Regions from separate parts of the Mus musculus genome. Here all the other regions are linked to region 3. A link is a contact called in public promoter capture Hi-C data. All regions are on one chromosome and are shown on one strand. The core of a region is the stretch at or near the end of the contact, and the rest is flanking DNA. Distances in the headings are between cores, read along the strand shown. Region 1 holds the start of A930013F10Rik (RIKEN cDNA A930013F10 gene). Region 2 holds the start of Slc20a2 (solute carrier family 20, member 2). Region 3 holds the start of Gpat4 (glycerol-3-phosphate acyltransferase 4). Region 4 holds the start of Vdac3 (voltage-dependent anion channel 3). Region 5 holds the start of Slc25a15 (solute carrier family 25 (mitochondrial carrier ornithine transporter), member 15). Region 6 holds the start of Thsd1 (thrombospondin, type I, domain 1).

Region 1 (4,077 bases), core at 522-3,021, 570 kb after region 3:
CACTAAATAAATAAATGCAAATAACTACTGTAAAACTTATTTAAAAAAAACATATAAAGGCAGATCTTTAAATTTTAGAATATTTTTGCTTTTTAAAAAGAGCTAACCGGGCAGTGGTGGTGCACGCCTTTAAGCCCAGCACTTGGGAGGCAGAGGCAGGCGGATTTCTGAGTTCAAGGTCAGCCTGGTCTACAAAGTGAGTTCTAGGACAGCCAGGGGTATACAGAGAAACCCTGTCTCGAAAAACAAAACAAAACAAAAAAACAGCTAATTCTTTGCTTTGTTGAGGCCAAATGAAGTTTATTATCATTGAAAGCATAAGTAGGTTTTTTTTTTTTAATGAATACAACATTCTGCCTACATGTATGCTTGCATGTCAGAAAAGAGTACAGGGTCTCAATGTAGATGCTTATGAGCCACCTGTGGTTGCTGGGAATTGAACTCAGGACCTCTGGAAGAGCAGCCATCTCTCCAGCCCCATATAAGTAGTTTCTAAGAAAAAGAAATTGTTTCATTTGATGGTCAGACATGGTGGGTCCTTGAATCTCATCACTTGCACTCGGAAGGTTTAGCATGAGTTCAGTGTTAGCCCACTCTACAAAGTAAATCCCAGGCCTGACGGGGTAAGAAGGAGAGAGAGGGAGAGGGGGGAGGGGGAGAGAGAGAGGGAGAGGGAGAACACGAATAGGAAGGTGGGCAGTAGAGGCAGGACAGTCAGTGCAAGATTGCAGGGCAGTTTCCCTGGAGAATGCCGAGTAGAGCTGAGAGACCCCAACATGAGAGCAACCAGCTCTGAAGCCCTGTTCCCTGGTTATAAGCCCCAACATGCACAGGTTGGTATGCACACACATATATTAAATGAGTAAGTAATTTTGGAGACTTATGTCTTTAATGATGCACTTGTGTCTGTGTAGGAGTGTGTGTGTGAGCACAGGTGCCCTCAGAGACCAGAGGTCTCTGTTGGTTCCCTAGAAATATAGCTACAGGCAGTTGTGAGCCACCTAATGTGAATGCTAGAAATTGAACTGGGGTCATCTGGAGGAACGGTAAGTGTTCTTAACCACTGAGCCATCTTTCCAATCCCAAGTAACTTCTCTTTTTAAAGGAAACAGCATGGGACTCAGGACATAACTCAGGTAGAATGTTTGAATGTGTAGCATTCACAAGGCCCTGGGTTAGGTCCCTAAGACAGGGCATGATGGTGCGGCAGCAGGTTATCCTGGTCTACATATTCCTAACACAGCCTGGATAGACCTTCTCAAGGAAAGGAAGGAAAAAAAGAAACAAGTGTAGCAGACATAGCTTAGTGGCAGAGACTAAGGCCCTGGGTTCACTTTCCAACACCAAAAAAAAAAAAAAAAAAAAAAAGTTTTTTTTCTTGTTGTAACAGTATTCTTTTTCTATTTCCTAATCATGATTATACAGCCAAAGTTGTTACATCGTGTTGTGGAACAGTTACAAAAAGTCCATTTCATTACAGATACTCTGTCAAAGGGTGAAACAAAGTTCATGGTAAGTGTTCATTGCCTCACTCCTTCATGCTGTGTAGCTTTCTGTCGCCATCAGCTAGCAGGGCAGAGCATGGTGGCACAGGCAGAGCACCAGGACAGCCAGAGCTGCTGAGAGCGAGCCCCTGCCTCAGACAACAGTACAAAAGGATTAGCAGAGCTCCAAGAGGCGGGAAAGTGATTATCACCGTGTCTCCACTCGCAGAGCTACCCTCAGAATAGTTTACTAAAAGATTTTCTTGTAAACACTTTGTTAATAATTTGAATCACCAAAATAATTAGGCAGAATTTGCTCTTTAAAACTATTAATAATAACAGGCTCGAAGTAAATTCTTTCCTAAAATATCAAGTGGTTTCATATTCTCTGACTCAGAAGACTTTTAATGAGTGAGGTTCGAAATGCCTAATGAGTTCCAGGTGGGAAAACCCATCTCAAAAAAAAAAAAAAAAAGAAAAAAAGAAAGGAAGGAAAAGAAAAATAAGAAAAGCATCGCCAAGCCTGATTAGTAATCTGTTACATCGGTTACAGAAGGGAGAAAGGGGATTTAGTTAGGTTCATGACAGGACACACTGGGGAAAACCTTGTGCTGGGAGCCTACAAAAGGGCACTTGCAGAGACTTTATAAAATCCACTCTGCTCAACTGTCAGAGTTCTGTGGCCTTTGGCCTGAGATGTTAACCCAGCACTCAGGTTGAAGCAGGAAGGTTGCCATGAGTTCAAGCCCTGCCCGGACTACGTAGTGAATTTCAGGTCACACCAGGCCACAGAGTCAGACCGTATCTCAAAAAAAAAAAAAAGGTGGCAAATATATTAAAAACAGATAAGTCTCTCTGCATAAGAGAGCAGGAAAGCTAATGACAATCAAAATCTCACGTTTTTCCTTGGCTTGCCTTTCTTCTGGTGACTTCATTTGGGTTTGTTTTTCTCCATGTGCACTTTCCCGTGTCACATGACTGAGAGGAACGCCTGTTAGCTGAGGTGCAAGGCAATGACTGAGAAAGACAAAGTGCATCATGGTAAAGTAGATCAATGGTGATTTCCTGAGCCCCGGACTCGGGGAGGGTCATTTATACATGCCTGGGCCACTGAGCAGTGTCTAAACCACTAAAGAAAAGAGAGTCCCCTTTCACCACCATTAATATCATGTAGATCCTAAGGAGGAATTACATGATCCCTCTTCAGCTTCTCTTCACTAGCAACCTGTAAATCCTCAGGGAGAGGTGGGGTCTTGTAAGCCCATCCTCCCTTGAGGACAGAATAGTGATGGCCCGCTCTCGTATCCAGATCTTCATGGCTGCTGAGAATTCTAGAGCGCAGTAGCCATGTCCTGCCTGGAAAACAGCATGGCACAACATCCCACCCCTTCCTCTGCCCCTTCTGCCTCCTTTCTCTGCTCCCTGAACCTTAAAGGCTGTGATATAGATACACCATTTAGGGCTAAGCACACTCGCCTCTGAAGTTGTGAGCCCTGCAGTAATGGACACCTGCTGCACAAAGCTTTTCTGCCCTAGGCCGACAGTAGCCCTGACTCTCCAGCTTAGACATAAACACGGTTTGAGACACATCATGTTCACTTAGAGTACCACACAGCTGGCCCACCAGGCACATGTCCCATGGTTCTCAGGTCAGTATTATCAGTCACAATCGCAGCTCAGTGCGACAGCTCTCCCCCAGCAGCCTGCACAGCACCCGCCAATTCCTTATAAGGGGCCACAGACTCGTTTATGCTTCTTTTACAGGCCAGATCTCATCAAGGTGACTATTGAGGTTATCACTACAGTGGCTCATGCCTGTAATCCCAGCAGTAGAGAAACTGACACAGGAGAATTGCCAGTTTGGGGTCATCCTAGGCTACATATTAAGTTCCAGGCCAGGCTGTGCTGGTTGGGTTTTTTAAGATGACATTAGCCTGGACATATGTCAGAAGAGAGGTGTTTTTTTAAAAACTGGCTGTTCTGGAGCTTGCTATGTAGACAAGGCTACCCTGGAACTCACTGAGAAGAGGGAATCTTAATTGAGAAAATGCTTTCATAAGATTGATCCATAGGCAAGATCATGAGTGTTTTCTTGATTACTGATTATGTGGGAGGCCCAGCTCACTGTGGGTGGTGCCACCCCTGGACTGGGTTATGTAAGAAAGCAAGGTGAACACACCATAAAAAGCAAGACAGCAAACACTGGTTCTCTGTGGGCTCTGCTTCAGCCATGCCTTGACCTCCTCCAGTCAGAGGATAATGCTCTGGGAGCTCTAAGATGAAATAGCCTTTGCTTCCTAAGTTGCTTTTGGTGTTGTGTTTCATTACAGCAGTAGAAATCCTAACACAAGCCAATCTGGGCCACACTATGAGACCTTGCCAAAACAAAAACTAAACCAAGGTAGTCTTAAGATAGGAGTAATCAGATCCAATGCAAGCTAGCATGAGTCTAGGTTATTTCTTTTATTCTTTTATGTGTGTGTTTTGCCTACATGTATGAATGTGTACCACGTGCATACGTGGTGCTTATGGAGGTCAGAAGAGGGTGTCCATTCCCCTGGAACTGGAGCTGCAGATGGTTGTAAACACTATG
Region 2 (3,771 bases), core at 559-3,058, 730 kb after region 3:
AGTTAGGCACAAGTATGCACAATACAGAAAAATCTAACATTCTTAATATTCAAATGCTCAGCGAAACCCCAAAACTCCTAGCTGAGTGTAGGAGGGGACACTTTTGATCCCAGCACTCAGGAAGCAGAGGCAGGCAGGTCTCTTGAGTTCAGAGATATATCCTGATCTACATAAATCCAGGCCAGTCAGAGATACACAGTGAGACCCTACCTAAAAGAGAAAAGGGGGGGGGGGCAGTCAAGCAAAATAAAAAAATCTAACAGCCTACAGCTTGTTTTTGTTTAATTTTCTTAGTTTGGTGTTAAAAAAATCATTTCACATGTTTGTTTGCCTTCAGTTAGGAAGTGTAGTAAGAAATACAAAGGACCCCAAATTTGAGTAACGGCTCTGTACCTTTGCCTGGTGCCCACCCTATCTAGATCAACTTCTGACCATGTTATATAATGGGCACTTAGGAGTAAGAAAAGAGCCACAAGGCTTTTAAAACTCTTATACACCCAAATGGACTAAACACACTTCTATGAACTTCTTTCTAAAGCCACACTAATTTGCTAAGTTATTCTGTGATCAGCACCCTTATTTTCAGAAGAGAAACAACTATTTAAAGCCAACGTTCTACATAGTGGTGCGAGCTAATCAAACTTAAGTATTGAGAAACTGAACAATCTACGCCTATGTAAGAAGTTCCCCTTGAGAATGAACTGATATAAAACATCTATGAACATCTGGCACTGTCCCGGCAAACAGGCAGCAAACACCACGTGTACTACTCTTTCTAATTCTCTAACTTTAAACTCAAACTAAATGGTTTAAAAATTATATAAATGATTGTGTGTATAATATACGTAAACGCACATACACTGATACTACAAAAACATGTTACTGATCCTAAGGGAAGGTGAGTTTGTAATAGGCAAGACAACTTGTGAAAAGTTACAGTCTAATTATTTGCTCTTATCTCTGCACGCCAACTCAAGAGAACCGCTACACTGCGAGCAAGAATGGTAACAAGAAGTCAGATGATCCCGGAGAACTTGCCCTGCTGGAATTGCTAAGCCCTTAAGCACGTGGACAATGGGCCGCTTTATTTGCATGGCCGCACTAACCTGGGGGGACCGACTGATCGGTTTAATGGCGAAACTGCACTCACTCATTAACGATCACCACCTGCCTCACCCTGGAAAACGTAACCTTATTCAAGTCCCCCCACGCAAATGGTGTTTTTCTTTTTTGTTCTTTTTCTTTTAAAAACACCCTAGCCATTCAAGCAAAGATGCGAGAGAGCAGTCGCCTCGGCCTCACAGCCGGGAAGATGAGGAGACCGAGAACCCAGCCAGCCAGCTTCGTCCCGGGAGCACGCGCAGACACCCCGAGACCGCCCCACCGCGGAGGAGCCTCGGCGCCCTCCGGCCTGAGCCCGCCGCTTCCCGCCCGCGCCGACCCGGGCCGCGGCGCGCGGAGAGACGCACCGCCGCGCTGCACCGCGCTGCGCTCGGCTCCCGCCACACGCGGCACGCGGTGCCGCCGCGGCGTCGGGCTCCGATCCCGCACAGAGGGAAGGAAGAAAAACCAATAACAAAACCTGGCTTCTCGTTCCCTCCGGAAACCGCGGGCCGGCAGGAAGTGACGAAGGCGAGGTCGTCCGGTCCGCTGGGTCTCGGCCCGCGCTCCCCGCCCGACTCCCGGAACAGCCCGAGCGGAGCGGAGCGGCTCGGCGCGGCGGCCTCCGCACCTCAGCAGCCGCCGAGCGCCCGCCCGCCCGCTCTCCCGCTCGCTCGCCCGCCCGCGCGCGGCTGCGTCACCGCCCCGCCCCCGTCCCGGCCCCGCCCCGTCCCGTCCAGTCCGGGCCCAGCCGCGGGCTGCGAGCTGCTGCGGGTCAGATCCCGACCTGGGTGTCTCTGCGGGCGGAGTGAGCGGGGCGGCTGCAGCGTGCCTAGGGTCCCCGGAGCCCGCAGAGACGCCGGCGGGAGCGTGCGGCGTCCCGTCGCGGGAGGACTGTCCTGTATGTCACCTGGAACAGATTGCACAGGCTCGGGGGAGGGGGGCGGCGGCTGGAGGAGGCCAGGTTTGGGCGTCAGATCTGTGTGCCACCTCTGCGCCTCCCGTTCCCCGGGTCCCTGTGGCCTTGGGATCTCAGAGCCACCACTGTCACCTGTTATTGAGTTGCAGTGCGTCAAAGCAGGATGGGTGCAAAAAGAAAAAAAAAATTACTCGAACGTGTACTGCGCAGTCCACAGGCCTCAGCTATGCTCCGTCCTCTAGGATGGGGTGAAAGCCTGTGACCTTGTTCCCGTCTGTTTTAGGACCTCAAACGTCGCAGTGCTTCAGAGAGTCAGGAGAATGAATCTTCCCCTCATGGTGTTTGGGTTCCGTTGTTAGAAATTATGTGTAGTCTGAATTTCCGTGAGAGAGTAACAAAAGTCCCACGTGAGAGGCAGAAAATAGCATTCCAAGCGAGGTGGCAGGTTCTAGAACGGAGTGGACAAACTTTAAAACTTAGGATAATGTCTCATGATTACCTGAAAAGGATTTTGTCACCCAAAAGGAGGTCAGCCTTAAACTAAATCCCGATGGATGCGTTTTTTGATGTCATGATCTCTTAATATGCGTGTTTAACCTGCAGCTTAAATCAGCTCCATCTAGCTAGCATCTTTCTAATGCAATAATAGTTTAAACATTACATCACCGGACAGCTGAGGGAAGATGTCAGTTTTCCCATAAGAGCCCAGAATGTCACTCTCAGCATCAATCTACTAGAGCATTAACTTGCCTGAAATGAACCAACCCCTGGACATTTTACTTTAGACTGAAGGGGAAAGGCGCATATCCTCACACTTGGTTAGGTTACACAAAGTGCGTGGGAGGCGTGGTTAAAGTACCTCCATGTCTGCACTGTGGACTCTGAACTCTCCATTCCTGACTCTTCCAAAGCGTGGCCTTGATGGTGTCAGGACTAGCAGGAGAGGCCTAGCTTCAGTGCAGACCCTTTAAACTGTGGGTCTAAGGAAACTCATCCACCCAGGACCTGTGGAGCAGCGGTGTTATTGCATACTATGGATGGTTTTATAGAATCTGTTTTGCCATCCTGGGTCAGCAATGGTTAGAAAAGCTTTTTCTAAGTATGATTAAAGTGTAATATAGTAGGAAGCCATCAATCTCTGGGTAGAAGTATATTATTCACACCATGGCAGGTGGACAGGGTTGTGTCGAAAACCTTCGCAAGAAATTAACCGGGTTCAGATCCACTAGGCATTAGGAAACATTGTGTTAATTTGTCAGGTAAATAATTGGCACTCACTCCGGATCCTAGTGGCCCCTGCCTTATTGATCACTGATTCTTTCCTGATTGGTTAACTCGTAGTTCTGAGGGCTATGACTGTTAACACTTTATGGTCTGTGCTCTCGGTACCATCTCCAGTCACTTAGGTTTTACCAAATATGATCATGGCTATTGCCATTTTAGGATCGTGGCATTTACAACGGTCTAAAGTGCCACAGGTTAAAGGCAGTTTTAGCATTTGGTCTTCCGGAAATCTCCGTCTAAAATAGACTGACTACTATAAATCAAAAAAAGTCAGAGAACCCTGAAATTGGGGTTAAAAGATAAGATTTGAACATGTGACTCTGCCACCTATCCTATTCTTCCCACACGACCAAAAGCCCATCGCTACGGCCATTAATATTTGGGAGTTAGGTCTACCCAAATATCTAGATAGTAAAGTTTTACGTCTTTTACAGTTAAATTCTGTTCATTGTTCCTTGACCAAAATA
Region 3 (3,950 bases), core at 593-3,092:
CCTCTGTTTTCTAAGTGCTAGATTAAAGGTGTTTGCTACCATGCCTGCCCTATGTTAGTTTTAAAAATGTTCTTATTACGTTTATCCACTGATGTGTTGGCGTGTTTGCATCCATGCGCATTCATGAGCTTGCTTTTGCCCCAGTCCACCTGCTGAGGTTAAAGGATAACTTGCAAGAGTGGATCCCTGGAATTAACTCAGGTCATCAGGTTTGACAACAGTGCCTTTCCCCCACTGACTCATTCACTAGTTCTTTGGGGGTTGTTTTAAGACAGAGTGTCACAGGGCTAGTCCAGGCTGACCTGGACTTACTGTATAGCTAAAGGTGACATTGAACTTCTGATCCTCCTGCCCTTACATCTGTGGAGTGTTTCAGTGAGTGTTAGTTAGCTATCATGTTTCATTTTGAAGAAACCATGACTTTAAAAAATATTTTCCTGTAGTCATTCCTCAGCAGGTAAGCATTGTAAGTAAGCATCAAATTAGCACATTCAGGGGTTGCACTGTATTAGAATTCTTGATTTTAAAAACTGCTTCAGTTAATCTGCTCACAAAAATCTGTTAAATCATTTTTGGCTTGGGATTAGGGCAGAATCTCTAATAATTTCTGAAATGTTCATAAACTTACTAATATTGTTTTGTACAAGGTATTTGTGAAACGGTGTTCTCAGCATTGACAATTATAAAATTTAAAACGTTGGGAAACTTTATGTTTTATATCCTTTGGTATCAAATATTTAGCTGATTTCTTTATATTAAGAGTGGCAGCCGGGCAGTGGTGTCGCATGCCTTTAATCCCAGCATTTGGGAGGCAGAGGCAGGCGTTTTTCTGAGTTCAAGACCAGTCTAGTCTACTGAGTGAGTTCCAGGACAGCCAGCGAAAAAACCAAAAATAAAATAATAAATTAATAGAGTGGCAAACACATCCATCTCATTAATATGCAAATTTGCTTTAATAGTTAATATAGGAAAGCTACAAATACATAGCAAAAATGCTTTTAAATAAATTTATTATCATTAAATATGTCTTGTATTCCTGTTATAGTTACATACCTGGAGTTGTGTAAAAGTTTGTGAAGAAATCAACAAATGGAGGTTTAAGTCCTGAATTAGGGGAAAGGTTAGGTACTCTTGGAAGTATACAAAAGCAATAAACTCGGAGGCTGGGAATGTGGCTCAGCTGGTCGAGTGCTTCTTTTAGCATGCACGAGGCCCTGAGTTCCAGCCCCCAGCACTTTATAAAACTTGGGACGGTAGTTTATTCCAGCACTTCAGGAGGTGGAAGCAGTCGGTGCAGAAACTGAAGGTCATTGGGCAATTCGCAGTTTTTGAGGCAAGTCTGTATTACAAGACGTCCTGTCTTAAAAGGGGGTGGGGTGGGCCAAAGAGGCGTGTCCCCCATCCCTTCTTTCTCTTTCTTCCACTATAAAGGACCCACGTCAGCAAAACAAGCCTGTCTTTGAAGCTTCCAGTCTGAGGAGAGGTTAGTTAGAACTGTGGCTGGGTTGGAAAACTGCAGTTGGCCAACCAGCCAATTACGTTAAGAGAAGCTCCGGGATGCCCGGGTAGTGCTGGGATGGTGGCTAACGTTTCGTGGCCAGCCGGAACCGAATCTCACACAAAGTCCCACAAAGACTCAGTAAATGAACCTCGCCATGCCGGGTTCTCCCTCTCCCCGGGAACGATGCCTGTTCTGGACACAGCTCAGACAGGCCCCGGTTGGCTTTCAGAAAGCGACCTCGGCTCACGCTGGCGAGCATCAGTGCGAGGAGCGAGCATCGCCGGAGCCCCGCCCACCCTGGGGTCCTCCGGGAGACCGCGCAAGCGCGGTTGGGCGGGACTCGGGGGCGGGGATTGAGGGGAGTGGGGTCCACGTCCAGCGGCGTAGACAAAGACGGGCGGGCGTACGCACGCTCTTACGTACGCCTGGGCCGGCGGCGGGCAGGGCAGGGCGGGAGCGGCAGTCACCGAGGACTGGAGCCGAGCCTCACGGCCGGTGAGTTGGATGGACCTGGTCCTACCGGACGCCCCCGGCCCCGGGCGGGACGCGGGGTCGGCAGCCGCGGGCCGGGGTCCCGCCGGTGGGGCAGCCGCTGCCGGGCGGTCCGAGCTCCTTCACGCCCGCTTGCCCCACTCCTGTCCTTCGCCAGCCCCGCTCCTCTCCTCCCGGGCTAGCCCCGCTGTCCTCTTGCCGCCTCATCTCCTCTCCAGTCGCCCGGCTCCTTGCCGCTCGGCTCCTTGGCTCAGCCAGCCCCGCTGTCCTCATCCGGCCCTTTCTTTCCCTTCCCTCCTCTCCTCGGCCGCCCCGCTCCTCTCTCCCCGACCGGTTTCTCTCCTCCTCAACCGACCACGCTCCTCTCCGCAGGCCGCTCGCCGCCTCGGCCTGGTGTGGCCCGGAGCTGAGGAACGTGGCTGAGAACCCGGCGTTAGATCACGTGGAAACGGGTTTCCCCCCCAGAATCCGTCCTTTATCCCGTGCTGTGCTCACACTGTCTTCTTTTTCGGGTCTGCCCCCTCTCCCCCTTCCCGCATTGGAGAGTCCCAGTGTCCAGGTTTGCCCCCGGATAGGGGCAGCCCTGCTTGATGCTACATGACTTTCCTGAGCCACTAACTAGAACTGCCACTATTCCAGCCTTCTTCACACCCCAGACTCCCTTTCGCCTTGGTTCCATGCCCTCAGTGGTAGTAGCATCCTACCTGGAAGTTTGACTTATTTATTCACTTTCCATCTTACTTGGATATTACATTGGTGACTCACAGGTTGTAGAATAATCTATGTGAAATTGTCAGGCTTCGCGGACGTTAAGTTCCATCCCATACCCATCTCTTGCGTATTACCGGTAGATAGCCTTTGAAGAACTTTGGTTTCGCTCGTTTTCCTTAATTTGAGCAGAACTTTTAAGAGTCTCTGCAGAGTTAGCGTGTCTTCGAGATTGTATCGCAACCCCGTAAAGACAGGCATAAAAATCACTGCGACCAAAGACTATGGTCAAAACTGTAATCCTGCCTGCTAAATTATCCTTCCTCTTTCTGAGAGTAATTTTTCAGACCTATAATTTGGAGAATTTCAAATATGCAAAACCAGGAACGTATGCTCATTATTATATATGCTCAGTGACATCTGGGGTTAATCATGCAATATCTGCATCTTCATTTATTTTACTTCTTCTGTCTCAGGAAGAAACAAAAATTTAGCACTGGAGCGCGCGCCGTGTGTGTGTGTGTGTGTGTGTGTGTGTGTGTGTGTGTGTGTTGGAGGTTTGTGGTTTATTTAATTTTACCAATGAGCTGTATATCTCCCGTCTCCATGTTTTTGATAGACAGTGAGCCTTTACAAGTCAAAAGTAGCTTAAGTTTCAAAATGAAGATTGTAGCATTGCATAAAATCGTAATATGTTTTTGTTGAAAGGTACCCTATTATTAAAAGTTCTTCCTTGAGCTGAGGTGCTGGCTCTGAGTAAATGCTATATAAACATGAGGACCTGAGTTCAGATCCCCAGCATCCATGTAAAAAGCCAGACATGGCTCTCACCTGTAGTCTCACTGCTGGGAGGCAGAGACAAGAGGCTCCTGAGAGCCATTTGATAAGATTCTGGTTCAGTGATAGACTCTGTTCCAATACAGTGAAAGGACTAGAGAGATGGCTCATCAGTTAAGAGCGCCTGAAACTCTTGCAGAGGAGCTGGAGTTGATCCTGGTACCATATGCTGGTTTACATTTATCTGTAACTCTGCCTCCAGGTGATCCTATAGCCTCAAGTGTTCCTGGCCACATACAGATACACACTTACACAATTAAAAATAAAAACAGGGTTGGAGAAGATGCCTTGGACCTTCAGAGCACAGGCTGCTCTTCCAGAGGTCCTGGGTTTGATTCCCAGCATCCACATAGTGGCTCACAACTGTCTATAACTCACTTCCAGGGGATCTGGCACCCTCTTGTAGCCTCAG
Region 4 (4,137 bases), core at 707-3,206, 610 kb after region 3:
CCACACCAGAATAAGGGTTTTCCAGTGCACAGTCCTGGGGTTCTAAATGTGAGCAAATATCCTGCAACAACTCATGGATCAGTGCCTCTTTCAGTCATCATCAGAGAAGCTTCCCCCTGCAGTGGATGGGAACTAACACAGAGACTCACAACTGGACAATGTTCAGAGGGTGAGAGACCTGGGAACACTCAGTCCTAAATGGGATGTCTCCATCAAATTTCTCCCCTCAGGGCTCAGGCAACTGGAAGAGAAGTGGAAAGATTGTAAGAACCAGAGGGGTTGGGGGATGATACCAAGGAAACAGTGTCTTCTAGACACAACAGGGCTGAGTTGTGTAAGTGATGGTAGAGAAACTACTGAACTACAGGGTCAAGTCAGGTGGTGCTTCCAAGTGGACACAAGCTTCCATCCGTAACAGGAAACTATCTCTAATTGGCATCCACTTGCAAAGAAAACAAAATGGTTTTCTTCAATGGAGTCTCCATGCCCAGCCATAGAGGGACAACACAAAATGAACTCAATGATTCTGACTTTGGGCCTTTTGTTTTGTTTTACTTGTGTTTTGTGTGTATGTTATGGACTCTGTGTTTATGTGTCTACTCTCCTCGTACTTCCTCTTTATTATTTTTCTTTTTTTAAGTTCTGGTTTGTTTGACTATTTGTATTCTAAAGAGAGAAATAAAGAAGGCATGGAGTCAGGTGGTTGGGGGAATCTGGGAGGAGCTGGGGGTGGGGAAACATGACCGGGATATAGTGTATGAAAAATTATTTTCAATAAAAAGAGTTAGCGGTAGAAACATCAACAAATATTTCCAAAAAGGCCATTTGTACATAACCAAGGCACAGTACCCTCAGATTCTACGTTGCTCTAGTACTAGTGTACTAGTGTAGTTTACTCAAATCTCCTCAGTTGCTTGGTTGTGTTCAATAGCCCTTTTGTTTTATCCACAGTCCAACTGAGACTCACAAAAACACTTTAGCATTACATCTTTTTGTTCTTAAACCCTTTTCTTCATCTTTCATGACATTGAAGATTGAGCAGTTGCTTCGCAGAACGTCCCTTAATTTGGATTTGCTTTCTCGCCCATAGACAAATTACATGCTTTGTTAAGAATACTGACTCGTGGGCTGGAGAGATGGCTCAGCCGTTAAAGGCTAGGTTCACAACCAAGAATATAAGAATATCGACTTGTGTCCCTTTCTGTGAATGACAGGGCACCTGAAGTTAGCTTTAGTCACTTGGTGAAGGCGATTTTCTGGCTGTGAAGGTCCTTTCCTCTTCAGTAAATAATCCGCGGAGTGAGTGAGTCCTGGGAACCATCGGGATCTCCTTAACCGTTTGCTGGGGAATCGGTTGTCACTAAGGTGGCTCTAAAGCAGTGGTGTGTTCCTTGCACAATTCCTGCGACATTGATTTCTCTTCTAAGAAGAGCTCTCTCTCCATCCTCTCTCTCTCTTGAATTAACTTGCATGCTCTAGAAGCCCGCAGTCGCCTAACCTCTAGGGCCTGGGTTTTCTCTCATCGTTCCAACTGAGAAGACTCACATTTTAAAATTACAGTTGACCTGGGACGAAGTTCCCATAAAGACCTGCAAGTCATCCACCATAGAGAGGGTGGCAGGGTCTGGGAGCGACACTCTGGCTGGCAGCTCGCGTCCGCAGAGCCCGCCCTGGGTCTCTGCTGGCGCCCTGCCCGCCCGCGCCCCTTCAGGGGACAGTAGCTACGGCTTTGGCACATTCTCGCGAGAGCCGCGCCTCCCGGCCCAGCAAAGGTCCTCAAAGGCCTTTCGGCCATTTCCACACCACCCCGCGCCGGTCACCCGCCAGCAGGGCCCCCACTGCGCCCGCGCACTCGCCCGCGCACGCGCAGCCGGACAGTTGGCCTAGGCGCCCGCCGCGGGGCCCCTTGCACGTCTGGTCTGAGGCGCGGCGCCGCGCCGCGCGCACTCGCGCTGGGGGACGACGGGCGCGCAGGCGCACAGGCGCGGCGGGGGAGCGAGGTCGCGCAGGCGCAGACGGCGTTGGTTCGAGAAGACCTTCAGCGTTGCCTTGGTGGAGCGGGACGGGCCCACCCTCGGGTTGTAGGTGAGGCGACCGCTGCCGCGGGCCGGGTGGGCGGATGGCCGGCGGGCCTGAGGAGCCGGCCGAGGCCACGGAGGAGGAGCTGAGGGGCGCCGACCTAGGGCGAGGCGAGGCAGGGGAGACTCCGCTGCCCGGACCCTGTTGGTCGCCTGAGGGCGGGAGTCGCCGCCCTGGGCCGGCCGCGACCTTCCGCCGCACCCGGCGTGCGCACTGGCGGTCTGCCCGGGGCCAGGCTGGAAGGCGGGCGGTTTCTAGAGAGGACGAGTCCCGGAACCCCAAACCTACACCCGACCCTGTCCTCACCCCGCTGTCTGGTGTGTCCAGCACTTGTCAGGCGTGTCTTGCACTCCCGACGGCCGAAGGGTGGATGCTCTTCATGCATCTTAAAAAGCAGAAACAAGGAACAAAAGAGAAGCTGTCTCCTCTAGTTAGTGCCTTTTGTCGTCCTCTCAGGCTCTAATGCAGCCTCAGGGCATGGTGCATAGCTGTCTTGTAGCGCTAAGATGATTGTGAGGTTGTAGCTTGACTCTCGAGTAACATGGAGTCCGGGTTTTCTCGATTTTTTTGCTTGATCATACCAGCAGTGCATTTCCCATTAGAATCATGGGTCCGAGTAAGGGACAGTTTGGGCATGAACGACTTCAGTTATCCACTTGACTTTTGCAAAGTGATGATTTTTGAGAAACAGTGGATCAAAAACGCTAAACGCAGCTTGTAAATAGCACTTAGACATTTCGACCACCTTGGTTTATTTTCTCCCTGATCAGTATGAAAACCTAAAACTGTATAAACGTTTCTGTCTGAATACGTAAGACCTGTGTTTCCTCCCTCCTAGAATGATGGCAAAAGATTTACATTACTACCGGGACTGTAAAATTACCCTGCTAGTGGACTCCAAACTCTGTAACATAGAGCAGAATTTTATTATAGATTGATGTAGAACATCAATACCACTCATTTGCCTTGACTCCTTAACTTTTCCTTTTGATTGATGCCTTGGATAAAACCCGTGGCATCAATTATAGATCCTCTTCTATGTAAGATAAGTGCTTTACCCATACGCCATCCCCATTTCTCTATAAATTTTGGGTGTGTGTGTGAACTTGTTTATGTGGTGTATGTACACGTTTGTGTGCACATCCGTATGCATGTGGAGTCCAGTGGTTGATGTTGGGTATAGGTCTCCTCACTGAACTGAGAAGTCTTCCTGTCTCCGCACTTTCCCTACCCCAGTGCTGTGTGGGTCCTCATATGCAGTTCCTCATGCTTGTGTGACAGACACTTTGCCAATTGAGCCATCTCCTTTGCCCCGACTTTATATATGTTTTTTTTGTATGCTCTTTCCTCTTAACTTTATATCATAGTGTGTGCATGTGACAGGTACAAATTTTCAATGACTTTCCAGTTAGGACATAAGTCTTGCTGAATATGGTGGCACACAGCTATAATCCTAGCTCCCCGGAAGCTAAGGACTATCATATGTTGAGAGAGGTCAACCTTGCTACACAGTAAGTTTGAGGTGAGCCTGGGCTATAAACCAAGGCCCTGTTTATTTATAGGCAAAAGCCTAGCAGGAATTGGATTAAGAGTTGGACTGACTGAGTATAAATATACAGGGTAGTTATTTAAATGATTTGCAAAGTGTCCATAGTTCAGGCATAGTGATCGTAACTGGAAGATGTGTTCAACCTGTTGATCTGACACAACTTCATCTACAAAGTTCATGGTCAACAACTTTGTCATCTATTAAGGTCACGCAGTCAGGCTTTTTTTTTTAATTTTTATTTTTATTCAGAGTCTCATTATGTAGCACCTCTAGCTTGCTTCAGATGTACAAATTGTGTCTGCCTCTGCCTCTGAGTGCTGGGGTTGAAGTCACGTTTCCCCATATCCACCCTGTGTTTTGTTTGTCTTTATTCATGTATATATTTCATGTGTGTTGCACACTTGCGCTTGTGCACGCTTTTGCTTCTTCTGCCCCTGTGTGCCGGTCAGAGGATGACTTAGGGGAGTTGGTTCAACCAACCATGTGTTCTGGCATCAGAATCAGGTTGT
Region 5 (4,222 bases), core at 589-3,088, 810 kb after region 3:
TCATCACCAAAGGAAGTCAGGACTGGAACTCAAGCAGGTCAGGAAGCAGGAGCTGATGCAGAGGCCATGGAGGGATGTTACTTACTGGCTTGCTTCCCCTGGCTTGCTCAGCCTGCTTTCTTATAGAACCCAGGACTACCAGCCCAGGGACACCCACAAGGGGCCCTCTCACCTTGATCACTAATTGAGAAAATGCCTTGCAGCTGGATCTCATGGAGGCACTTCCCCAACTAAACTCCTTTCTCTGTGGTAACACCAGCCTGGATCAAGTTGACACACAAAACCAGCCAGTACAATTGACACTCCCCCCTCAACTTGACACACAAACACATCACTATAAAGGAAGCACACAAGGAAGACGGCTCACCACTGGTACCTCTTGTTGTTCAAGGGACAACTTTGCCTTGCAGCCTCCACAGGTGCCAGCATGCATGTTTTCATACATACACATCAATTTCAGAATTAAAGGAATCTTTAAAAACGTGAAAAGGCTCATAGGGAGGCTGAAGCGGAGTGGGAAGCTGGTGGTGTAGGGGTCACATGACCCTGAGACTCTTCCAATTGAATAGGGCTAGAGTTAAAGATAGTTTTATCACTCCTGTGAACCACAGTTTTCTTAAGTATTCCCTGCTCCTTTTGATTTTATGATTCTTTTTTAAAGATTTATTTTATTTATGTGTAGTGTGTGTGTGTGTGTGTGTGTGTGTGTGTGTGTACCCCTGAAGGAACCTGCAGATGCTTACAGAAGCCAGACGGGGGAGCTGGATACACACCAGCGCTGGACTTGGGCGCTACCAGATGTGGGCTAAGAACTGAATTTTAGTTTCGTTCTGTTGCAGCAATGAAACACTGTTGCCTAAACTGCAGCTTGGAAAAGGTTTATTTGGCATTCTCTTCCAGATTGACGGAAGGCAGGAAGTCAAGGCAGAAGCCATGTAGGAATACAGATTACCGACTCACTTTCTTGGTTGATCTCTGGACGATGCTTTTTTCCCCCCTCCAATCCAGGACTTCCTGCCAGAGGAATGACACCACCCATAGTGGGCTGGGCTCTCCAGCATCAATTACTGATCAAGACATTGCTGCTACGGACCTTTCCATCCTCAGACTGACTGGATTTAGGCAATCCCTCTACTGATTCTAGGCTGAGTCAAGTTGATAAGTATCAAAGGTTCTTTACCTCTGCGCCCTCACTCCAGCGTCACTTTGAGCTTCTAATTAAAGCCTCAGGAATATATCGCTGGGAACTATAAAACCTGCAGCGGCAGCTTATATTGTTGTCTTTTCCATAATGTTCCTGGGAATGGATTTCCTTAGGGGAGAAAGAATGAAACCTAAAGCGACACAAAATAGACAATCAGACAAGCAACTAAAACCTAGGGATGTAGCTCTGTTGGCAGAGCGCTTGCCTAGCATGCAGGAAGCCCCACGTTTCATCCCAGCCACCTCACAAATCCAAGCCTGGTGGAACAAACCTGAAATTCCTTCTCTTGGAAGGGGGAGGTAGGAAGATCAGGAAGTTCCTGACCACCCTCAGCCATATAGCAAGTTAAGCCTGGGCTATGCGAGACCCTGTCTGTAGACAAATAAACAGATGATTTAAAAAGCTGCCCATAAGGGAACTTATAGTTCACCACTACCATTCTAGTACTTTCCATTTACTGTTAAAGCCACAGCCTCCTGGGGCTGGATAACGCTGGGAGACCTCAAGGTGAGTCCTCCCGGAGGCTGCCAGCTCGGCAGTCAGCGAGGAGAGCAGATTTCCGTTTCCTTGGCCAGCCTTCGGGAGGGAGGGGCGGAGGGGGCCTCGCGTGGGGGAGGGCCGGTAGGGCGGGACTTCGAGAGGGCGGGCCCTCAGGAGGGCGTGGCCTCCGGAGGGAGGGCTGGTGGAGGGGGTCTCAGGAGGGAGGGCCCGAGGGCCGGACCCACAGGGCGACCTTAAAAATTGCCCGGGGGCCCGCGGCCGCCAGCGGAGCGCGCGGGCGGCAGAGGGCGAGCCGGACACAGCCAGGCGCGGCGGTGAGGCTGCGGGAGCGGGCGGGAGCGAGCGAGTGGGCGACCGGCCCGGCTGGGGAACGCGGCTGACAGTCCCCGCCCTGCCGCACACGTGCCGCGGCTCCGGGCGCGCGCACCGGGCTCGCTGCGGGGTCCCGGGAGACGCGGAGGTTCGGGCGGGCGGGCGCGGTGGCCAGTGTGCGCGCGCTGCGCGGAGCAGAGCAGAATCCGGGTCAGGCCGGGTGAAGCGCTCCGCAGCTGCGGCAGTAGTTGGCACCCCGGTTGTCCCGGGCTGGGCCCGAGGGGTTCGATTGATGGTGGTGGCAGGCAGGCGGCCTTCTGCAGCCCAGCTGCAGCTCCAGCTGCAGCTCCAGACGGGTCCCTCCTTAGCGAAAGGCAGCCTCACCTGCGCTGAGCACCCGGGAAGTTCTTTCTGGCACCCTAGGAACCAGTGGTTGTGTCGGCGGCGTTGTTTCTGGGACTGCTGGGTAGTTTGAAGGAAGAGGGTGAGACGCTCAAAGGATTCGGGGTTTCTACTCCAAATGGTACAGCAGGCTCCTAAATTAGTTTAAATCCGCGCAGACCGGTCTGGTTTTTGCAGGTCCTGCATATCCCCCAAGCCACAGGTGATACTCAGGTCCTTGTGCATTCTTTCTGGGTTCATCTGTTAGTAGCGTTTCTGTCTTCTATAATTTGACAGATACCCCTGAGAAGGGGGCTAAGTGTTAAGAGTACTTTCCTGGTATGCAGGAAGTTAGGTTTAATTCCCAGCACGGGAAAGCACTTAAAAAAATATATCTTTTTAAAATTGTAATTAACATCATTTCCTCCCTTCCCTTTTCTACGCCTAACCCCTTCGGTGTAACCATATCCCCTACCCCCTTTCAAATTCATGGCCTCTTTTTCTCAGGACATATAATGCTACTTGTCTCTATATGGTGGATAACCAACTGGGGACTGTACTCTGGGGAAGACTATGCCCCCATTCCCAGCTTTCCTTACTCGTTTGTAGTTCTTTGTCAAGGGTTGAGACCCCCTCCCCCGAGATTTCCTTATCCATGTTAGTGTGTCTATTGCTTTCATCCTCATGTAGGTCTTGTCCCCAAGTTGATGCGACTTCATGGCCTTTCTAACATTTCTAGGAGACTCAAGTTCACAGCAAACTTACTGTCCCTTTGGCTCTTGGAGGGGGGGGGGGGATTAAAGGTTAATTCTGCACATATTATTTCTCTAGGACTTGAAATGTTTTCATTTGGTGTATGTGAAAGGGTTGGATTTATAGTGACTGCCTAATTAGATACACTTTTCTATGCCTCCAAAGTTAGTAAAGAATAGTTCCTGAGGAAACAAATGAACACATTGAAGCTCCTCTGAGACCACTGTGGATACTCCCCACCACCTGGTTGGTCTTTTACTTTCCCTGCAAAAATGTAGGCACAGGTGTTTCTGTAATCACCAGGTTGCTAGTTTTAAAAGAAAGAAAGGTTCTTGGAATAAGGTCATTGACTTTTTTTTTTTTTAAATTCTGCCCTTATTTTCTGGACTTTTTGGATGGCTTTGGTATTTGAAAGAGTCCTGGCCTAATGCACCAGCCCCTTCATTGTGATGAGGAGTAAAATTGTTCTCTGTTACGTGTAAATTAATTCTGTATTTTGAGAGCATACAGAATAGTTTTGGATGATTGGTAACTTGGATCTTGTATGTTGAGTCATTCTCCTTTCTAGTTAATGTTAAATTCATTTCTCAGAAAGGTTTCTTTCTTTCTTTCTTTCTTTCTTTCTTTTTTTTTTTTTTGTCTAAAGGTAGAAGGAAACTTTGTTTCCCCAAAGCCTTTAAAAAAAACCCAAACATTTCAAGTCTTGCTGTAAAGAGAACAGCAGCAGTTTGACTCTTTGGGATATACCCCTGGGATTCTCATCAAGCAAAGTTGGAACCCAGAAGTCCAGATGTTGCACCAAAGTGTGGCTGGCTCACATGACCTGCCTTCCTTGGATTTACGCTCCGAGACTCTCTAGTCCCGCTTGAGGCCCGTTGAGTCAGAATCTGACTACACAGCAGTGTAGCAAATCTCCACATTTACTGCTGAGATGTGGCGGAGTGGAGGTGACAAGAACAGGGCCAGGGCCCTCTTGTGGGCCTCATGGCATTTATGGCCATCTGTATATGGTAATTTTACAACCCACCTTGTCTAGATGAAGACCTCCGGCTTAGGAGCTATGTGACTCAG
Region 6 (4,248 bases), core at 1,255-3,754, 980 kb after region 3:
TGTGTTTCTTCTGGTTTTGAGTGTTGCTAGGACCCCTGTGAGTATGAATGTGAATGTGTGTGTCTCTTTGTCTCTGTGCATTTCTTGTTCTTTTTCTCTGGTTCTTTTTCCTGTTTGGTTATTTTGTTATATGTTGATTTGTTTTTCTTACATGTTATTTTATTATTATTCCTTAGTTGCCTGTTTTCTAATGAGAGACAGAAAGGGTGTAGTAGATCTGGATGGGAGGGGAGGTAGGGAGGAGGAACTGGGAGGAGCAGGGAAGAGGAAACTGTAATCAGGATACATTGTATGAGGGGAAAATATCTATTTTCAATAAAAGAAAAAATGTTTTTAATTTTTAACAAAATGAGAAACAAAACAAAACAATAGACACTCAGTATATTACAACTTTATGTGAACTCTATCTGGCCTTGCTTTTCTTGTTTGGGTAGTCTATGGAGAAAACAGACAAATAAAAATTACCTTCCCCTGTCAGCCTTCCAATGAGTGGTGCTGATATGCATCAGGGGATGGTTGATTCATGCAGCAATCTTCCCAGACCACGTAGGTGGGCAAGGGAAGACCTTACTGGCCTGAGGTTCATGGTGAATTGTAGGAAGGGATACTGTACCTGGATAGAAATACTAGAGTACTACAGAATAAGCCTTGGGTCGCTTAAAGGTAGTTTCTTTGTACTAGAATCTAGTAATCCAACTGCTCTATTAAGCATAACCAAAAAATATGCTTTCTTAATGCTTACTGTCCCTTGTTATTCATAGATAACAGTTTCTTTGTGGCCTCATGTGGGCCACGAAAGCTCTCTACCACTGAAGCGCATCTCTACCCGTGTATAACTTTGCAAACACAGACTCCATACCTTCTGATAGAAGACAGAATTAACAGAGTTAAGCAGGCAGATTGAAACAAGCCACCACTCAGTGGGAAGGAAGCTGGTGTGTCTCTATTAGCTTTTGTTCAGTAAGAGCTAGGAGAACAAAGGAAACTCTGCACTTCCTGAAAACGAAGGGGTGGGGGTTGCAGCTTAACTATGCAGATGATTGGCCTCCCTTCCTTTCCTCAGCGCATCAAAAAAGGAAATTCTGTTTTAGTGGAAGTCGCCTTGGATTTGATCTAATCATTACCTTGAATTTGGATGGGGAACACGACTTTAAGACTTCAGATGAAAGACTCAGAGGAAGCATCCCATGGTGGCCCCAGCATCTGTAGCTCCCCCCAAAATCTGAGGCAGGAGGATGGCTTAAGCCTAGGAGTCTGAGACCAGCCTAGACAACATAATAGGACACCACCTAGCAGCGGCCTCCGGAAAGGTGAACTCAGCTTTCTTGGATGGCTTGCTTCTCGGAGATAATATTCTTCTTAAAACTCTTTCTCATCACTGATTCTGTGATTGCATTTTCTTGCTTATGAAGATGGGTGGTTAAATACAGACCTGTGTGATGATCTGTACTTAGAGCTGGACAGAGATGGAATTATAGAACGCAGTCTACCTGAGCATTAGGGCATGCACTATGATGATGATTATAATAAGCCTCTAAAATGGGAGGGGGCACTACTGATTATTACCTTTTTTCACCACGTCCCCAATTCCCTGAGTAGTTGCTGAGTAAAATGTTTGGTGCTGAGAATCATTTTAAGAAAGTAGGAAAGTGGGAACATTTTCAAGATGTTTGAAATGCTTTGTATAGGGCTTGGGTGGTAGAGGACTTGCCTAGCATGTGAGAGACCCTGGGTTTGAACCTTTGGAGCTAAGAAAAACAGTAAAAGTCCCAGCCGAGAAAGTGGAGAAAAGTGTGTGTGGATATTCTCAATGGCTAACAGAATCACCCCCTCCCCCCCTTAAAGCCAAGCTTTTCAGAAAGCAGCTAAATGATTCATAGCCGACAACAAAGGAAAATTAATTTATATCCACAGGACATCGTTAAAGAATAAAAGGAGGAAAATAAAAGAATAGAAGGAGAAACAAAGTAATTTCACAAGCAAGGCTTCTGTGTATAGATCCAGGAATAATGTCTGTTAGGAGGCAATCTGGATCCCAGAGCTGCGCTTCTGAACAAGCTTTCTCTATCCCAACCATGGGGTGAGCTGTGCGTCCCCCGTGAAGCCCTGCTCTCCTACCAACTCACTTTCCAGAGGTGCTTCAAGTTCCCGGGTGCAAACCCAGTCCAGTGGTAGTCAGCATAAAACTTGTTACTGAGGTCATTGCTTATTGTTAGTATCCCAGAAAGAGACTTTTGGAAAGCCACAAACGTATGTCGCAACGTTGAGTTTCCAAAGGTTCCAATCTGAACTCCTGCCTTTGAGAGTCCCGTCATTCGGCCACGCCTGCGCCAGGTGCCCGCCCTGGTGGTGGGCCACCTGAGCTTCGGATCCTTACCTCGGGTCGGGTCTGTCTGGCACGGCGGAAGTGAGAGGGGAGCCTCAGCGGCCACAGGGTGACTGACCGAGCATCTCCCGTCCCGCAGCTGCACGCCCGCCCGGGTCCAGAGCTCCGGCACGCTCCCAGGCTGCCGGGACCACGCCCCGAGGCGGGCTCTCAGAGGGCGGGGGTCAAGCGCAAGAGGTCCGCCCCGCTCCCACTCCTGGGCAGCGCATCTTCCTTTCCTGCCCGCCCCTAGCTTGCCCTGTGGAGAGGAAACCTGCAGGAAACTCTGGGTCCAGAGGCCCTGCTAGGAGGTGTGGTCGCTGCTAGTGCAGCACGTATTTACACCCACAGTCCACTTCCCGCTGCAAAGACCCAGTGCTTTAAGAGAGAGCCAGCAGCCTTGCACTTAAACCATTCACTTCTCCCCCATGTCATTTTCTTTTGGAGGGTGATCACAAGAAGAGCCAAAAAGTGGTATGGGTAATTTCTAAACTTGCTCCCCCAAATGTCACTGGAGTTTGAAAGGAATATACTTCAGATAAAGCGCATTTTCCTTTCTCTTCCTCTGGAGCAAAACTTGGTTAATTAAACATTTTAAAAATAAACATTTAAAAAAGTCTATTCTACAAGTATTTTCTTTCTGAAAGAACCGGAGGCTACGTTTCACGTGGTTTAACAGCTGCACTTGCCATCCAGCGCTGTGCAGTGAGCTTTCTTTTGCGTGTAACAACCACTTAACAGACAAATTTAGTAATAGAAATCAGCATAGCCTCTAGATGGCCAGCACCCAGCAAGAGGTACCAGGAAACTCTCGAGGAGTGAAGCATGTTAGGACCGAGTTGTGTGGATTTACTGTGCATGTGTCAGACCCATGAGACTGGATGTGGGGCATGTGCCTGTAATCTCAGGAACTGGGGAAACAGGATTTCACATACCTGGTCAGCCTGGACTGTACAAACGAGAGCCTGTTCCTGGAGGCAGACTGTGGGCGAGGCACTACATACAGAGCAGCAGCGGAGCTCTTGCTTAGCAAGTTGGTGAGGGGGAGCCAATGGTTGGCTTGTAAATTTCGCCTCAAGTTTGGAGATTATGCCAGTTGCAGAAAGTTGATCTTAAAAGACAGCGCAGTCACTTAGATGCCATCAAAGGTCAAGTTTTTCTAGGGAGTAATCAACCAAGTGACCAAGGAAGTTCTCACTGCCGTCAATACGATCTGCTCTGTCATTCATCAGCTCAAGGTAGGATCCCTTTCAAATTCGTGCCTGCCATATGAACATCAGATAGTTCCTGGGACTATTGGTTTTGAAAACAAAAAACAAAATGCAATTTAAAAAAATCTCAATGGAAGCGCCTGTGTAGAGTTCAGCGGGTAAAGTCTTATGGTCGCACTTGGTGATTCCAGGTAGCCCTGAGTTGCCCAATCCCAGCTTTCCTCTGCAATAAAAGGAATATAGCAGTTAAAGTTTTGTGGGGAGTCAGTGAAACACAAAAGGCACCTTGCTCTGTATTAACCTTCCCAAGGACACTCTCACCAAAAAAAGGTCACTTTTTGGTTGTGAGACTTAAATCTTACATGCATTTTAAAAATAGCAGCCTTGTCTCCTGAGAGGCTCTGCAGTGCCTGACAAATACAGAGGTGGATGCTCACAACCATCCATTGGACGGAGCACGGGGTCCCCAATGAAGGAGCTAGAGAAAGTACCCAAGGAGCGGAAGGGGTCTGCAACCCTATAGGAAGAACAATATGAACTAACCAGTACCCTCCAGAGTTCTCTGGGACTAAACCACCAACCAAAGAAAACACATGGTTGGGACTCATGGCTCTAGCCGCATATGTAGCAGAGGATGGTCTAGTCGGTTATCAATGGGAGGAGAGGCCTTTG

Evidence for each region. Promoter capture Hi-C pulls out the DNA fragments that hold promoters and counts their contacts.
Region 1: a promoter capture Hi-C map of hematopoietic stem and progenitor cells shows a contact between it and region 3, with 3 times the contacts expected there. The contact joins the promoter of A930013F10Rik here to the promoter of Gpat4 in region 3. A contact is called at or near these places in 6 of 39 promoter capture datasets (the 3T3-L1 cell line, the C10 cell line, embryonic stem cells and 3 more) and 1 of 9 other capture datasets (adipose tissue).
Region 2: a contact with region 3 is called in a promoter capture Hi-C map of pre-B cells, with 3 times the contacts expected there. The contact joins the promoter of Slc20a2 here to the promoter of Gpat4 in region 3. A contact is called at or near these places in 7 of 39 promoter capture datasets (the 3T3-L1 cell line, 3T3-L1-derived adipocytes, the C10 cell line and 3 more), 2 of 484 Hi-C or Micro-C datasets (B cells and CD8 T cells) and 1 of 115 datasets of contacts at active chromatin or transcription factors (extraembryonic endoderm stem cells).
Region 4: a promoter capture Hi-C map of embryonic stem cells shows a contact between it and region 3. The contact joins the promoter of Vdac3 here to the promoter of Gpat4 in region 3. A contact is called at or near these places in 12 of 39 promoter capture datasets (the 3T3-L1 cell line, 3T3-L1-derived adipocytes, the HPC-7 cell line and 7 more), 2 of 484 Hi-C or Micro-C datasets (embryonic stem cells and muscle stem cells) and 1 of 9 other capture datasets (liver).
Region 5: a contact with region 3 is called in a promoter capture Hi-C map of pre-B cells, with 5 times the contacts expected there. The contact joins the promoter of Slc25a15 here to the promoter of Gpat4 in region 3. A contact is called at or near these places in 5 of 39 promoter capture datasets (the 3T3-L1 cell line, the C10 cell line, liver and 1 more), 1 of 484 Hi-C or Micro-C datasets (embryonic stem cells), 1 of 115 datasets of contacts at active chromatin or transcription factors (stem cell-derived neural progenitor cells) and 2 of 9 other capture datasets (adipose tissue and liver).
Region 6: a promoter capture Hi-C map of liver shows a contact between it and region 3, with 5 times the contacts expected there. The contact joins the promoter of Thsd1 here to the promoter of Gpat4 in region 3. A contact is called at or near these places in 2 of 39 promoter capture datasets (both in liver) and 1 of 115 datasets of contacts at active chromatin or transcription factors (large pre-B cells).

Annotation. Positions count from the first base shown.
Region 1 is chr8:22,634,503-22,638,579 of GRCm38.p6, reverse strand. It overlaps A930013F10Rik (RIKEN cDNA A930013F10 gene), which reads left to right and starts at 1,771. Exons shown (of 1, transcript NR_027886.1): 1 at 1,771-4,077. Polb (polymerase (DNA directed), beta) reads left to right here. Exons shown (of 14, transcript NM_011130.2): 11 at 1,426-1,512.
Region 2 is chr8:22,474,737-22,478,507 of GRCm38.p6, reverse strand. Slc20a2 (solute carrier family 20, member 2) reads right to left here and starts at 1,808. Exons shown (of 11, transcript NM_011394.3): 1 at 1,583-1,808. Smim19 (small integral membrane protein 19) reads left to right here and starts at 1,629. Exons shown (of 4, transcript NM_001146117.1): 1 at 1,629-2,002.
Region 3 is chr8:23,206,345-23,210,294 of GRCm38.p6, reverse strand. It overlaps Gpat4 (glycerol-3-phosphate acyltransferase 4), which reads left to right and starts at 1,842. Exons shown (of 13, transcript NM_018743.4): 1 at 1,842-1,996.
Region 4 is chr8:22,591,632-22,595,768 of GRCm38.p6, reverse strand. It overlaps Vdac3 (voltage-dependent anion channel 3), which reads left to right and starts at 1,956. Exons shown (of 9, transcript NM_011696.2): 1 at 1,956-2,085.
Region 5 is chr8:22,396,237-22,400,458 of GRCm38.p6, reverse strand. Slc25a15 (solute carrier family 25 (mitochondrial carrier ornithine transporter), member 15) reads left to right here and starts at 1,838. Exons shown (of 7, transcript NM_181325.4): 1 at 1,838-2,019. 1810012K16Rik (RIKEN cDNA 1810012K16 gene) reads right to left here and starts at 1,738. Exons shown (of 3, transcript NR_045473.1): 1 at 1,476-1,738; 2 at 1,181-1,312; 3 at 868-1,014.
Region 6 is chr8:22,225,559-22,229,806 of GRCm38.p6, reverse strand. It overlaps Thsd1 (thrombospondin, type I, domain 1), which reads right to left and starts at 2,504. Exons shown (of 5, transcript NM_019576.2): 1 at 2,378-2,504.